2 separate regions of the Mus musculus genome follow, and region 1 is linked to region 2. Evidence: chromatin contacts called from public HiChIP or PLAC-seq data. All regions are on one chromosome and are shown on one strand. Each heading gives the region's core, a stretch centred on a gene start, on an enhancer-like site or on the middle of the called end of the contact. The rest is flanking DNA. Distances are from core to core; before and after follow the strand shown. Region 1 overlaps Lin7a (lin-7 homolog A (C. elegans)). Region 2 overlaps Acss3 (acyl-CoA synthetase short-chain family member 3).

Region 1 (4,933 bases), core at 1,000-3,499, 380 kb after region 2:
GACATCAAGAGCTAGAGCCTGTCCTGCTTCTAAATCCCTGGGACCCCAGAAGCCATATTTAATATGACGTAATGCTTGTTTCCATTCTCTGCACATTAACGAATTTAGCTGTGTGAAGGAAGAAAAGAACATAGATCAAACTTCTGAAAGTGTACATATGCTGTATGTCCATCTTGAAGGCCTCTTTGGACGTTGTACTTATAACAACTTGCTCAAAATTAAGATAGATGTTGGAGGCCGAGAGATCTTCTCATGGTCTGCATTCTGGAGTGGACAGTAGCAAGGATAAGAAACTTTGGAGTAAATACTTCATATTATCTGCCATAGTACTTAATATATTTTTGCTGCCTGCCCTAGTACAAAATACCTTTACATGGTCAAGTTCCGACTTCAGATGAATTGTGGACCAAATTCTACATGCCAATCACGTTAGTCAAAAGTCATCATTGAAGACTGAAAAGATGACTCCATGATTATTTCAGATCACTGGAAGCTTGTTCCACTTGAGGTCCACCATTTCTTAAACTAGCTATTTTTTGAAACTGCAATTTTATTTACAGCACTCCTTTATTTTTTAATGAAGTGTTATCAATTTTTCCTATTACTATTTTCAGTACTCTCTAGGTAGAGTCTTGACCATTTCTCTACAATCCAGCATGATTATGAACAAATGCATCCTGAGACAATCTTATGCATGTCTGATCCAGCTCAGGATGCTGTGTGTTGTTATATTTAAATGATAATTTGTATGAAACTTGCTTTTTTTTTCTTTCATCAATCTATTTTAAGTATCAGGTTAGAGGGATAAATAAATAAGTACATAGGCAACTAACTACTACTGTCTTTTGTTTTTAAGACTGCCTTTCCCATCTATTGGTTGTGTAGCTTGGGGCCAGACAGTTCATATATCTAAGCCTTATTTTGTTTTTGCAATGCCTGTATGATAGAAATAACAGTAATCTCTCTGTATGCATGTGAAGGTTTTTCTAAGCACTGTTGGCTCTCAATGAATGATAGCCATTAACTCACACTGATTCAGAAAAATATCTCCACCCATCATAGCTCACAAGTCTGTAAATGCTCAAATCTTTTATAGAAAAAGAGCATAAGTATATCTTCATACGTATGTTCTATCATCTCAAAATTATTCATTATACCTAAATTATTGCATAAATAAAATGTCATGTAAATCACTGTTATATTCTACCCTATCATGGAATAATGACAAAAAGATCTGCACATATTTGGAACAGACTCATTCATCAATCCTAATTCTATTTTGGACCTAATTTTAGTTACAGATGTGGAGTAGAACCTCAAGATACAAACATCTGTCTGTGTATGCTTTGTTAAGCAACATTTCAAATGTTGCCTGGATTCTAGAACACTATTGCTTCATTCAAATTTCAACTCTTCCTTATCAGCTCTTTTCCTAGAGAACAAACTTTTTTATCTGGATCTGAGTTTCCTCTTTTATACAATGAATATAATTGTAATTAAAATGGCAAGGACACACTGAAAATCCATGCCAATGAGTCTCAACATAACTTTACATTATTATTGCTGGAATACTTTCAGGATTCTGATGCTTATGATGTCCAGGTCAAACACAAGCTCAATTTAATCAGAAATATATGTGAGTAGGATCTAGGCATCTTTGACTTTTTTTTTCTTCAGTACTCTCAGGTAATTTCAGTGGGCTGCCTAGGCTAATAACCATTCTATTCTGTCATTTGAAAGCTCCCCAGATGATCCTGTTGATCAATAACTCCCTCCTGAGAGAGGTACACTGGTAAATGCATAAGGGTTAATCTTTATTGAAAGAGGAAAAATTAAGAGCTCGGCGTCTGACCAAGAAAGCCTGCAGGACACAAAGCTGTTGTGAAAGTACAGATCGTAGAAGAAGAAAAGCTGATGAAAGTAAAGTCGTAGTGGAAAGGGGAATTAAAGGCTCCGGGTTCAACATCACTCAGTCCCAGATCCCACTAAATCCTCCATTTGTGAGTGAGTTATTTAAACCCTGCATAATCATAATGAGAACATTTGTAACACAAGAGATATTTACCCCATGTACAATCGTGTGTGAAGATAAAGTAAGTTCAAACTTAGTAAGACATTCACATGCAATGGCCTTAAATTGTAGTTTTAGTGTCTCCTCACCATCTTTGTGCTGAGTGAGTTGCAATCAGTTAAATGTTAATCAGTAAAAGCCTTGGCAGGTGATTAGGTAAGCAGTGACCTATGCCCAGTATGGATCCATGCTATTAATGAGAGAGTAGGCTAAGTATTTTTTAAGCATGAGTTCTGACTGGTGTGTGCCTGCTTGCCTTTCTCCCATGTTACTATGCACAAGTTGTTCCTTGCTGTCAGTACAATGCCCATGGATCCACCATCCGTTTGATCTGAAATAGATGTATTTACTTTATAAGTGACCCAGTCTGTGAGTTTGTGTTATAGACACAGAGAACAGACTGACACAAACTGGTATCCAGATGATGAGCGATAGCAAAAACCAGAAAGGCTCAGAAACAACCAGAAAGCAGAGAGGCTCAGAGAGATTGGCAGAGGTTAGCAACAGGCTGTCGCTGTGAATAGAGTAGAGTACTAAGGATGATTCTAATTAGAGATAAGAAGTAGAAAAGAATAGAAAAAGTTTATAATGTCTTAGAATTATTTACTGAAGCCATGGTAAGAATGTTGACAGAAATATAGTCAGTAAAGTACATGAGGTTTCTGACCAAAATGAGTAATAAGACACTGGAGATTCAAGGAAAGGGTCACTCTTGCTATATAGTAGCAAAGAAGTTGGTAGAATTATGCCCATGTCTTAAGGCTTTATGAAATAGAGAACATCCCTGTGATGGACTGAAATATCAAGCCCCGGAAAGATATCTAAGCAGCAAGCACTTGGGCAGCTACATGGCAACATTTAACTGTATACACTGTGAGATAGCAGATGAGTTACTTAAAGATAGAAAATAGAATTAAAGGAAATTGAAAATCAGATAAAGATTTGAACCATTTGAATTTTGTATGGGTAAAAGAAAAAAATCTCATTTGGAAAAGAATACAAATGGAATAACCATGCAACTATTTGCTGAAATGATTAATATGCAGAGAAAGTGACCAAGACAATGAGAGAGAGTCAGGGAGATCATGAATCTGCAGACATCAGATTCTTATTTGTATACACCTATGTCCATCTTGGAAGATCCAAAATTAAATTAATTTTCCAGTTTTAAGACTTGCTGTGATTTTTGTTATCGCATTTCAGCCTTATTTGTACTTTGTCCTAATTATAAAACTTGTTTCCAAATTATCTGTTTCGCCTATTTCTATTTATGTTTTTAGAGTGCTAGAGTCTGTCTCATGTTGGTCTTATCGCTGTATTTTGAGAGTAGATTAAATTTTGATTTCATAGTCTCCCAGATAAGGGAAATTGTTTCAGCTTGAGTTGTGAATTGCATGTGACTTACATCTGATTTAGATGAAAGTTTGAACTTTAAACGTCAGGGTTGTTGCTGGAATAAATGCAGGCATTTGGAAATCCTGGAGATGGGAGGGATGCATTGTGTATATCAGAAGAATCTAAGTGGGAGGGAGGCACAGGAGCATGCTGTGGTTTGAATAGCTCTGTCAAATCAATGGTGACATTTAATTGCCATTGTAGCAATACCAACCAGGACATTTTGAGAGGGATGAGTCACCGGAGCTATACCTTTGTGGATGGGTTAATTATCAGTGTATTCCATTATTGTAGATGCCGTTTGGTTCCCTTGAGAGTGGCTCTGTTCTAGGAGATAGCTCTGTTTTCTGTACTTCCCACATGATAGCTTCTGTGGTATCGTGACTCAGTAAGAAATCCCTCACCAGGTTGCAAACCTTCAATCTTGACCTCCTCAGCCTCAAAACCCTCTATGAGAAATAAACTGTTCTTTCTAAATTAGCCAGTCTGTAGCATTCTCTAGAGCATCTGAAAATGGACTAAGATTCCCAAATCACAGATGAACAATCAGAGGTTGCCATTGGTTTTAAGAGGAGGGTAACTACAACTGAAGTTATAAAGGTGGGTGGGTATACACATATGGTTCCCAAGGGTTCTCTTTTTCATGGTGGGGTGGCAGTGGTCAGAGTCAGTAACTAAGATGAACTTTCAGAAAGAAAAGCCATTTGGGGATCTTGTTTCCCTGTGGCTGCTTAGCAGGCTTCCATCCCTATCTAGTGTCCATCCTAAACTAAGACACCCATAGAATGGAGCTTTTATGTTAGCAACCAGTTTGGGTTTCATAAAATAAATGCAGGGAAATTCTGAACAAGAACCACAAGATTGTTCTAGTAAGTAAGCCGCAAGCTTCACTGTAGTACTTGTAACTATTGAGCTGTCTCAAAAGTTTGTCTACCTTCCAGGATCCTGGTCTTGGGCTTTTTGTTTTGTGTGTGTTTGTGTGTTTGTGTGTGTGTGTGTGTGTGTGTGTGTGTGTGTGTGTGTGTGTTGTACAGAAGCAGAGTTCTGTGTACAGGTCCAGGTCTCACGTCCAGTTCTCAGTCACTTCCCTTTTGTTTCCAGCACTGGCCAGGATTGTGGTGGAGGGCCCATTGTTTTCCTCCTGTTGGCTTTCAGGGTCCATTTATCTTTCATCACCTTCTGGGTTTCCCTGGCTTCATGTTAATGGACTTAAATGGACCAATATCAGCAAGAAGGCTCAGGACCCAAGTGCCATTTCTGCCTAAACCCTCTTGGCCTGCCCAGATAGATATAGAAGGCAGGCTGATGACAATCCCCACCCCCTATGAAGCAAAGGAAGGCATGTTAATCCTCTCAGAGCTTCCACTCTCTAAAGTTGCTCCTCTGAGACCTTCCTCCCTTAGCTAATGGAGCAGACGCAAATGTTATGTGATTCTGTCCAAAATTAGTAAAAAAAAAAAAAAAATG
Region 2 (4,871 bases), core at 2,053-4,552:
TTGTTTATTCATTTGTTTTGTCAGTTTTATTAATTTATTTTTATAGATTCTCTCTACGGGAAAATAACCCATGCTTACTTGCTGATGTATCCCCTCAGATCTGGGAAAGAGGAAAATCTACATATGATCCAAAGATGAAAACTTTACTCAATTCTTAGATCTGCCTGAGTTTATAATGGGCAAATACGAAAATGACAAACTTAAAGTACCTGGTTCATGTCGAGAAAGTAATGATCTGTATTTTCATGCTAACATATTAAAAATTATTGATTTGTAATCCCCACAGTTGTGAAAATGGATAAAATGTATATATACAATTAATAATTCAAGAAACTCAAGAGCTTCAAGTTACAAAATGTCAGTTGGTTAAATTCGGAATACCAAAATAATTAAAGATGATAACAAACTGTTTTTAATATTACCAATAAAGAAAGTAGTTTAATTAATAAAACTTCCCTTTGAGAAGCCATTCATTATCCACTCTGCAGCCCAAAGTTGCCTAAAAATGAGTCTTTATAATATATATGACAAGTAATAATATTTATGACAAGTAAGTTGCCATCTGTTAGTTCTCACCTATATTTCTTGTATTTGGATTTATCTGTTAGGACACAGACCAAAGAGGCCTAAAATGAGAGCCTTATGTAAGATATGCATAGCTTTTATGACCAGTAAATCCAAATATATTGTTACTTATCCATTTTTCATCTATTTGGACTATTCTGTGAGGACATCATGCTCTTCATAATATTTCCAAAAAGCTGAAGAATTGAGAAACTCTTCCAAGACCTCTCAGAGGTTCAATAAATACAGTATACTTTTTTTTTAATTAAGTGTACGTTCTAAAAAATAACACATGTAGAGCTCTAAGCTAGTTAATCAACTACTACTTCTTACTCTAGCAAATGGATATATTTCTTTAAACTTAATAAAGCCTTATCTCCAATTTTTGAAAAGACTCCATCATTTTATAGAAGAAATGTATGTTAGACCATAATTTTAGAATATTTAATATCTTTTCAAATTCAAATTAAAACTTGCAATACAAGTAAATGTTTGGGGTTCTCTTGAAAACAAGAGGCTCTTGCAGTAAGGTAAAGCCTCTCTCCTGAGCCATATTTCTTTGGGATCTGATAGGGATGGCCCTTGCTGGAATATATGATTTCTAGTATTTAAGGCTATATATTGTTCTTAAATCACTTGTTGGATTATGCACCACAAGAACCACTATAAACTCATTGAGCACCAGTGGTACAGCTCAGTAGAAGAGTGCTTATCTAACATGCACAGAACTCTGGGTTCAACCCTTATGAGAGGAAAAAGTGCTAATTTGGAAGTAAACCCAGCAACTATGAGTAAGAGGCAGGAGGACCAGGATTTCTGAGGCCAACTTAGGAAACACATCCTTGTCAGAGAGAGAGAGACAGAGACAGAGACAGAGATAGAGACAGAGACAGACAGAGAGTCAGAGAGACAGAGAAGAAAGAAGGCTCATTGATATTAGCATGGCCATGAAAATGTATTGACATTTAGCAGATGGTGAAAATGTTTCAATTTCTTATAGCATCCTTCTCGTCGTGCCTTTCCAATTGGAGGACATCCCTTGATTCTATCGAAAAAAGAAAGCATCCAGACACATAGAGTCAATCATGACAGGGGATTCCAGAAGTCTTCATCTCTTCAAAATATTTGGTGAATGCATTGGAAATTCTCTACCAGATACATGCCTCTCCTTACCCAGTAACTAGTAACATAGAAGGGGTGCTCCACCCTGGGGTCCTGTGTTGCTAAGCAACCTACTCTGTTTTGATAATTACCTAAAAGCATAGTGGTCATCTATAAAATAATAGACAACATTTGAGTCTCCACAATAACCTTTTAAATTATATTCCAACTTTGATTTCAGTTTAGATTTTGATCAAAGTGTGGTTGATTCCTATCTCCAGAAAGTACATTTATAGTTCAGATATTTTTTGATTAAAATGTGTTTGTAAAGCACATGAATTTGTAAAACTGTACACCAAAGACACGTTCCTCAATACACTAGATAGCATATAATGATCCATGTTACAGAAAAGAGGTAATTGTGCAAACTGGCTCACATGAAACAATATATATAGTCTCTTTCAGGGGCTACTAGACTGACAAAACACTACAGCTCACATCTGAGTTGATAAGGGATTTTGTTTCAAGTATTCATTTATAGAAAATAAATGACTTAAATCCAGCTAGAAAGTTAAGACCAAGTGGTTGAACGTAGGAAGCAAAAATCACACAGCCTGCTTCAGCACTTCTTCAATGTGACCAAAAATGCTGGGGTCCTCAATCGTAGGGGTCACCTGGAAATAAATAGGCAGTGTCAGATGCGCGTCCTCCCGTGAACTTTGCTGTGACTTTGTACAACAAACAGTGACATGCGTTGTTTCACCATTCATTTTTGTTGATTTTTATTTGTTTTGATTTTTTTTCTTGAGATAGGGTCTCATGGAGTACAGGTTGGCTTCAAATGTCTTGGGTATGAAAACTCAGCCTTGGGTTCCTTATCTGCCTTGCTTTACCTCCTAAATACTGGGACTATAGGTGCAAAGAATTTATACCCCCAGTTATTTCATAAAACACCTGTAAAATAGGGAACTTCAAGCCAAATACTTAAATACTGATCTTTTAGGATAATGAAGGAAAGAATTTATTTAGCAAAATTGCTCGTATTTCTACATATTTCTCCAGCATTTTATTTATTCTGAAAATTGCTTAGAAAGTTATTATTATTATATAAATTTTTGATGAAATTATAGATCTCTACGCCAATAACATGCCTTGACATTGACATATATATGTGCTTGAATCAGTCTAAAGTTTCCAAAAATGATTTCCCTCAAAATAGTAAAAATAATTAGAAGTGATAGGTTAGAACATTTTAGACTTCTCAAACACTTCACTTTCTCATCGTGGATGGTCATTAGTGACTGAAATCAAGTAATGTGTGCATTTAGTTCAAAGGAATGAATTTCTGCAAGTCTGTTTGAAGTTTATAAAACTGCTGAAAGCAATGTTCACACAACAGTTCCTATGATTAAAGCACGTGGTTTTAACCAATGCTTCTTTCTCAAGCTCTCCTCATAGAGAATGAAGATGGCTTGGTGTAGATAAAATTCATGTTGAAAACTTTAATCCAATAGAGCTTTCCTGGTGCCAAAGACATTGTGAAAATTATTGCAGGACTCAGCATTAAAGATTCTAAATCATTTACCTTATAAGGCTTGCCATTAACCAGGGCAGACAGTGTAGACCGTGGAATTTTGCCAGACCTGGTTTTGGGTAACTGTTTGACGAAAACCGCATTTCGAAAAGCAGCCACAGGGCCAATGCTCTGCCTAACATGTTTCACAATCTCTTCCAAAACTTGTTCTTCTGATGCATTTACGTCTAGGGAGAAAGTTGAGCCGTTAAGTACCAAATTAATGCCACTCGTTTAGGGCCAAACAGTAACAGATGACAAACATGCCTCACCTTTCTTCAACACGCAGAGTGCTAAGGGGACGTGACCTTTCAAGGGGTCTTCCTTGCCAACCACAGCGCAGTCAGCCACAGTGCCGTGTGAGAGGACTGACTGTAATGAGAAAAGACCTGCCGTTAGATGACATATACACTTATAATCTTAACACGTAAGAAAAAGAATGACGAAATTCAGAGCTGCTGTCCAGAAATTCCCAACCGGTTCATGTCACAGCATCTGAGGTGAACAGTTCAGATTCCCACGATTGTTCCTAAGAGCTGAAGGAGACAAAGACAATTTGCTTAGCTTACCCAGAAAAGTAGTAACTTGTTGCTGCTTCTTAATTGCTTATTAACGAAATCAAAGAACGTGCCGTGCTGTGGGTACCGCACGCAAACAATGCACACGGGCCATCTCGAATGGGAAACCTTGAGTGTATTTGACTTCATTTCAGGGACGCCTACCTAATAAGGATGTCCCAAGATGAGGGAGTAGATTGATTTTTGAGGAATAAACAGTATTCTCCTCAGTGGGTTGTCCTTCCACCTAGAGAGGATTTTCTAGCACTTACGGGAGGTTTGTCATGAAGAGTAGTCCTGTTATCAGATTATCACCACTATAGGAAGTAATTCCTCCCTCCCTCCCTTCCTTCCTTCCTTCCTTCCTTCCTTCCTTTCATTTTGATACAAGGTTTTACTATGTTACCTTGGCTGTCAGGCATCTTATTCTGTTTATCATGCTGGCCCTCAACTCTGAGATCTGCCTGCTTCTGCCTCTTGAGTGCTGGGATTAAAGGTATGCACCACAACATATAGTGGTCCCCTAAGCTCTCTAGGCTATACAGAACAATACAGCCATCTCTCTAGGAACACAGATTGATCTACCACAGGACATAAATGCCTGTAGTTTAAGGGTATGCTAAGGTGGGACTTATAAAACTGTACCTGTTTTACTTTTATGTCCTCCTCTGAGATTGATTCATATTTCAGGTTTCTCACCAGTCTAACAAGAAAGAGCAGCCAATAATCTGAATACAAAGCTCCTTCCCTAGAGATTTTTCTATCTTCTATTCATGCATTTGACTAATATCGGATGCTTTCTAAACCACAGTGTTAATACAGCAAGCTCAAGGAAGAGCAGAAATACATAGAGTATCATTTAATGGAGCTTAGTCCACCAGGGAAGATGTTTGCTTGATTTTTATGAACGTGTATATTGAAAAGGGATACAGCTTCTAAGGAAATGTGTTATCTAGGCCCAAGAATATGGACCTCATCCCTTAGCAGATGATGATAAGAATATATGGATAGACATTTACCACATAAGGAGGAGGAGAAAATCTCAGCGAAACTATGCAACATGCATTCAGATGAAG

What was found. HiChIP or PLAC-seq counts read pairs in DNA pulled down with a chosen protein or histone mark.
Region 1: a contact with region 2 is called in an H3K27ac HiChIP or PLAC-seq map of hepatocytes, with 4 times the contacts expected there. The contact joins two enhancer-like sites. A contact is called at or near these places in 2 of 484 Hi-C or Micro-C datasets (both in liver) and 1 of 115 datasets of contacts at active chromatin or transcription factors (hepatocytes).

What each region holds. Positions count from the first base shown.
Region 1 is chr10:107,314,057-107,318,989 of GRCm38.p6, forward strand. The region is part of intron 1 of Lin7a (lin-7 homolog A (C. elegans)); the gene reads left to right. Among named protein-coding and RNA genes, the nearest start is that of Lin7a, 45 kb to the left of the region's middle. Within about 2 kb of position 2,250, at least 7 of the 459 cell types and tissues checked have an H3K27ac peak or open chromatin away from gene starts, as enhancers often do. A contact at or near this core is called in hepatocytes, where this site is marked.
Region 2 is chr10:106,933,894-106,938,764 of GRCm38.p6, forward strand. Acss3 (acyl-CoA synthetase short-chain family member 3) reads right to left here. Exons shown (of 16, transcript NM_001142804.2): 14 at 3,511-3,610; 15 at 3,251-3,426; 16 at 1-2,339. The coding sequence ends at 2,271. Among named protein-coding and RNA genes, the nearest start is that of Acss3, 190 kb to the right of the region's middle. Within about 2 kb of position 3,303, at least 3 of the 459 cell types and tissues checked have an H3K27ac peak or open chromatin away from gene starts, as enhancers often do. A contact at or near this core is called in hepatocytes, where this site is marked.